Regions from separate parts of the Drosophila melanogaster genome. Here region 1 is linked to region 2. The links are chromatin contacts, called in public Hi-C maps. All regions are on one chromosome and are shown on one strand. The core of a region is the stretch at or near the end of the contact, and the rest is flanking DNA. Distances in the headings are between cores, read along the strand shown.

Region 1 (2,985 bases), core at 168-2,667, 840 kb before region 2:
TGCCATGTGCTAGACTGTGAAATGTTATTTTTATTTCCGGTCTATTTTTTTATGGCAGCCGCAAAGTATGCAATGAAATTTGGAAAGTTGGCTGGCGGCATCGGTCTTCGACTTGAAAATTCTACCAATTCACCGCCACTGTCGGCCATTTAAATAGGCAATGAAGCTGCATTAAGAATTAAAGACTTCATTAAGTCCGCAGTGCTGCACATTAAATAAACATAATGCCGCCTTTTGCTGCTTGCCTCGGCCATTGTCGCCGGGCGATTTCTTGATTTATTTTTTTAGCCGTTGTTTGTTGTTCGTGGTGCTTAATTCGCATTTAATCTCATCAGGCTGGCGACGTCCTCGTCAGGGGTGCATTGAGCCATAGCCCCACACCTCACACCCCACCTCCCAACCCCACCTACACTCACATCAGCCAGAAATGCCAGGCGACGGGACAGCCCGCCGCAGGTTTGATGGGGGCCACAGCTGCCGCTGACGCAGCAGCCGACTTCGCTGCCGACGTCGACGTCTGCAGGTGACAGGTGAGCATTGCGTTGGCAGCGGCAGTAAAAAGCATGTAAATGAGGCGAGGACTTAACCTAGACCAAGACCGAGCTCGGATATCTGCCGGCTGCGGTTATATAATGTTGTGACAAGCCATCCCCGGCGACCAAAGGTGTTAAACCAGTGGATCCCATCTGACTGGCACGTATAAAAAGCAGAGAGCTTAAGTTCGCCTCTGGTCTGCATGCTTGAATATATGAAAAACATACTTTAATATATGTAAAGTATTTATCTTTAATAACCGTGTTGATATATATAACTAGTAAATAGAATTCATCATCGACTGAATGTAATAAGTAGAAGACATGACATCATATCATATCCATTTTTTTCGGTGTACAATGGGGGGCGTGGGCATGAACGCGTGCCAATTTTTTTGTTTTTTGTTTTTTTTTTTTCCACCTCTGCCAGCAGTTAATCAGAGAAATTAAGCAATGTACTAAGCGCGGCAGAGCAGAGACGACACCAACTGTGCAGCCGACGAGGCTGACGACATCAGCCAGGACATCCAGCTGTGCAGGACAATGGAAGACAGCGGGCGCAGACCCAGGACAAGTAGTGATTGCCCCGACAATTGCTGTGGCGCGTTGCCCATTCAACTGGGCGAGCAGTTCAGCAGTTTAGCGGTGGGAGCAACAAGAGCAAACATTCCAGCCCAGCTGATGGGGATTGGGATCGGATGAGGAGGATGAGGAGGAAGAGGTGGCTCCGGCGGCCACCCAAAACCATCACACGCACAGATGCCAGCTGCGCTGGTTGTTGCTATTGTTGCCATTATTCTTGCTGGGATGGCTGGCGTCGCTGCCGGCGTTTTGCCGCCGCCGAGGCATCGAAGTATTCCTCAACAAGCTCAGCCAGCAATCAGTTGGGCGCTGGATACGGACGCGAGCAGTGTGGACTATCGAATTGGCCAAAAGCAGCAGTATAAAATCGAAAATATATAGCGTACCGCGGCGCAGCAGTCGGTAGCAACAATAGGAACGTGGTTTTTTGGCCATAGCCTTATAGCCCCAAAATTTATGCCGTTCGTTTGTCAATAAAAAAGCAAACGAGAAATGTAAACAGAAACGCAGCGAAAGGAAGACATCATATTGAATTTATGGTGTAGGTGCAGCAACGTGGTCCTCGAACCTAAGGACACCCCGGTGTCCTTGTCGTCAGGGTGTGACTCGGCACAGTTTGGCTGTGTCGGTGTCGTTTGCACGTGCCCTCACCTTTAAACTCACTCTCTTGCCTTTCGCCTCACCGTGATCCTTGTGTGCTGTCCTTTATTGTTGTCTTACCTGTGCTACCCACCTACAATTACCGTTATCGTGGAAGGACCAAATTGCTTTTGCCCCCGCCACGTTGCGAACAATTCCGGTCGAGTTCGATACCACACGGCGTATGCGAAACGTTTTTGAGGTCTCCGAAGCTCAACGGTCGTAGTATTCCGCATGATAATTGAATTTTTGTGGCGGCTGCTTTGTGAAACTCTCCTAATTGGAAATTTGTTATTTGCGTTCGATGAACTGTGAGCGAAAAAGAGCCCAAAATTGAAAATGTCCCGTGACAATCAAGCGAAATCGCCAATAGCCAGTACAAAGTGAACCGGAAAGTTGTGCACTAAAGCTGAGAAAACATGGAGAACACCACAATGCTGGCTAATATTAGCCTAAATGCAACCAGAAATGAGGAGAATATCACCTCATTCTTCACCGACGAAGAGTGGCTGGCCATCAATGGCACTTTGCCGTGGATAGTGGGATTCTTCTTCGGCGTCATCGCCATCACGGGATTCTTCGGCAACCTGCTGGTCATCCTGGTGGTGGTCTTCAACAACAACATGCGCTCCACCACCAACCTGATGATTGTCAATCTGGCTGCCGCTGATCTGATGTTCGTAATCCTCTGCATTCCCTTCACGGCCACCGATTACATGGTGTACTACTGGCCATATGGAAGGTTCTGGTGCCGCAGTGTCCAGTACCTGATTGTGGTGACCGCCTTCGCCTCCATTTACACGCTGGTGCTGATGTCCATCGATCGGTTCCTGGCGGTGGTTCATCCCATTCGCTCGCGGATGATGAGGACGGAGAACATTACCCTGATTGCCATCGTGACTCTGTGGATCGTGGTGCTGGTCGTTTCGGTGCCAGTGGCCTTCACCCACGACGTGGTGGTAAGTGGGAGTGGAAGAGTGGGAGGAGTGGGTAGAATGCTATAAGTGGGCCTGCTGTGCCTGAATTTGCTGTGAAGAACACGGGCCAGGCAAATTTATTGCTTTCCATCATCGTCACCTCGTTAGATTCCTCTCGCTGCACGTCAATGGTGCCGACTGCCTGGTTCTAATGTAGCTATAGATACCTAGATAGATGGTCTGCCTTCTGCCAGATCGTAATCCAGAAAGCGAAGACCCCGCACAAACCAGCGATCGTCCAATCGACTGATCCT
Region 2 (2,941 bases), core at 173-2,672:
TGTTTTTTAAATCTTCATAAATATTCATTATGGGAGCGGGGCATGGCAAATAGTTTGGGGCTGTCGGCGATGCTGGGAAACTGGGCCTGGACACTGGCCAGTCCTGGCGAGTCCTGGCGAGTCCTGCGACTCCTGGATAAACAAGGAGCTGGTAACCATTGGCACTCTGAAGCCGGCTAGTGGGCGGTAAGCTTCATTTCGCAGATGGCAGTACAAGAAGTTTGCCAGAAAACAAAAACAGAAATGGCCAAAATAACAATAAACTGGCTCGAGGAGCCTAAGTAAGAAAAGAAAATGAATTGGGGGCGCATTTCAAGTGTGTGTCGGCCTTGAAGCGTGAAGATGTGGCCCAAAACCGAGTCGAAGTTCATGTCCATGGCCAAAATGGCCAAAATGGGCAGAATGGCCAATGGAACGAGACGAGCAGCAGAAAAAAAGCAAACAACTATAAATAACACAGAACTCCGATGGACAGAAGGACGCACCACAAAGCTGTCAATTAGCAGAGTTTCTTACTTAATTTTGGAATTTTCAAATATTTGGGGGAAACAAGAAGTCCAAAATAAACATCATGGCGTGGTGAAGTTTTGAGGGTTTTGGAAGATGTTACCAGATGTAACACTACATATTTGTACACTAGGTTGCTGCTCAAAGTAATGAAAAGATAAACATTGTTCGTTTATGCCAATTGGTTTTGTTTATATTATAAAAATATTCTTATATTTTCTTTAAAGAAAACTTTAAAATATTAGAGTTATAAAAATATAGTTAACCAAACAGTTCGAGCTAAGAGAAAATATCCCTTTTTTATCAAGAGAACATTTCCCACTTAAAGTAAAGCTGCAGAAAGCTTTAAGCTTTCGTATCCTTAGATGCGATTTGAAAGCGGTATCTCATTTAAAATTAGGTTAACTAAAATGAACACAGTTAAAGACATTAAAGGATATCATAAATATTAAAATTGCTATGCATGAAAAAAAAACTTATAAAATAAATGCATACACCTGCATTATTATTTTAAACATAAGTAGTTCATTTTGTTAAAAACTGAAATAAAATATCTTACAAATGCTTAAAACTGGAACATAAGTACTACTATTCCTACTATCTCGCCGCGAATGGGTTCCATAAGCCGCCCACTATATTCTCTCTTTAGTTCTGCGGCGAGAAATTTTCTCTTCGCTTGTGGCACACATTCATTGCGATTGCGGCTGTCGAACGGCAGCAAACAAAAAGAGCAACAGCAACAACCACACGCGCCAGAAGAGGCTCTAATACCAATTACATTGTGCGGGTCGTTCGTAAACTCCCCCCTTCCCATCCTGTCGTGCTCGCTCGGCTAACTGTTGAATCAACGAGTGGTTGCCGACGTGCCATTCGTCCGTACTCGTGCGACCTACGACGAACGAATCGTACGGTCTTCAGTCCTATTCGAAACGCGATAGCAAACGGTTGTGTGCTCTCGTCCCACTGCCACCGAAAAAAAGGTGTTTAAATTGAATCTGCACAAGTTTAAGTCGAAAATCGAACTCGCGGTACTTTATAATTAATAGTGAATTGAATTGAAGTCACTGAGGAAACCGCTAGAGAGAAATCAACTCTAAAATACTTTGAAACAGAAGTGTTAGTAAAGTGAAAGTAAACAACTATCATTCTGAAACCAAACCAAACCTTCCGTAAGTTTTCGGGCTTTTTAAACCGGCAAACCAAATCGCGGTTCGGGATTTCGGTTATAAAAACTGCTCCTCTCGCGTCGTCCCTTTACCGTTTTTTGGCACCTACGCGCGCTCTCTCGCTTCGCCAAAAATTTTCCGCTCTCTCGCGAAATACCGTTGGGCCTACACCGCTGGGCAAGATTCTAGCACCATCAAACTGGCGCATACACATTGCCATAAATTGTGATTAACCACAACGCAACCGAAAGCGACAGCAAGACGAAGATTTTTAATTAAATTAAGAGTGAAAAATACCAGCAGCCGCAACAACGGCACCAAACGTAAACAATCAGCGCCGGCAAATTAAATATTTAAATATTTGCACTCGGAAAATTGTGCGGCATTTTAAATTAGGACTCCCAGGCGGTGCAGCATCGCTGGGCATACTAAAGTGACATATCCCGTGCTCCAGTGATCCCCAAACATAAGCAAACGCCATAGACGGTGTGTGTGCCAAGCCAAAACACAGCCATTAATAAAGCGAGGAAAGGCAAATAAACAATCGGGTCAAAGTGCTTAGTCAGGCTAAAAGAGCCAAAAATCCGACAGGAAACAATAATCCGGAAATTTTGGTGCGAGGTAAGTCCCCTTCACCTGTTGAAAGTGGAGTCATCCTTAATACAATTATTCATATGCACATCCGCATACATAGAGCGCTGCATTGACGAGTGGCATTAAGAAAAATAAGGCAATTGCACAATTTAATTGGAGTCATTGTTTTTGTTTCGCCGCTCTGGCTGCATTTTAAATGCCTGTGCTGCAATCATTCAGCTGCATAATTAATATAAAATAAAGCTATACGATTGCCTTTTTTTTTGTTTGCTTGTATTCCTTGTCGCTGCTTTATTGTTTGTATTTTTTAACAATTAATTAAAAATATGTATGATGTGTTTTCGCACTTCAATTGGCTGCGAGAATTCTATTTTATTTCGTTTTGTTTGCCAGTTTATCATTTTTTCCACCCATAAATCGCCGTTTTGCCATAGGCTTTGGCCATGGCCAATTGCAAATTGCAAAAGGTTTGAAACATTGTAAAAATGCAGTTTATATAGAAAACAATTATGCGCCAGTTGCAAAAACACCGAGCGGATCTGATTGAAATGGCATAAATCCAAAAGGAAAACCAAATCTCTCGATGTGACAATCACAGTTCGTTTACTCGCATAATATGCCAGTCGAGCTTAATCGATTGATATCCGTATAAATTATGAATGCTTGCTGATCAT

The links. Hi-C and Micro-C count contacts between places; a contact is called where the count stands out from the background.
Region 1: a contact with region 2 is called in a Hi-C map of the Kc167 cell line, with 1.7 times the contacts expected there. The contact joins the promoter of AstA-R2 here to the promoter of CG34353 in region 2. A contact is called at or near these places in 13 of 107 Hi-C or Micro-C datasets (the Kc167 cell line, the S2 cell line, the Sg4 cell line and 5 more).

What each region holds. Positions count from the first base shown.
Region 1 is chr3R:28,743,214-28,746,198 of dm6, reverse strand. It overlaps AstA-R2 (Allatostatin A receptor 2), which reads left to right and starts at 1,417. Exons shown (of 4, transcript NM_079820.3): 1 at 1,417-2,713. The coding sequence starts at 2,174.
Region 2 is chr3R:27,904,324-27,907,264 of dm6, reverse strand. CG34353 reads left to right here and starts at 1,422. Exons shown (of 13, transcript NM_001300642.1): 1 at 1,422-2,294.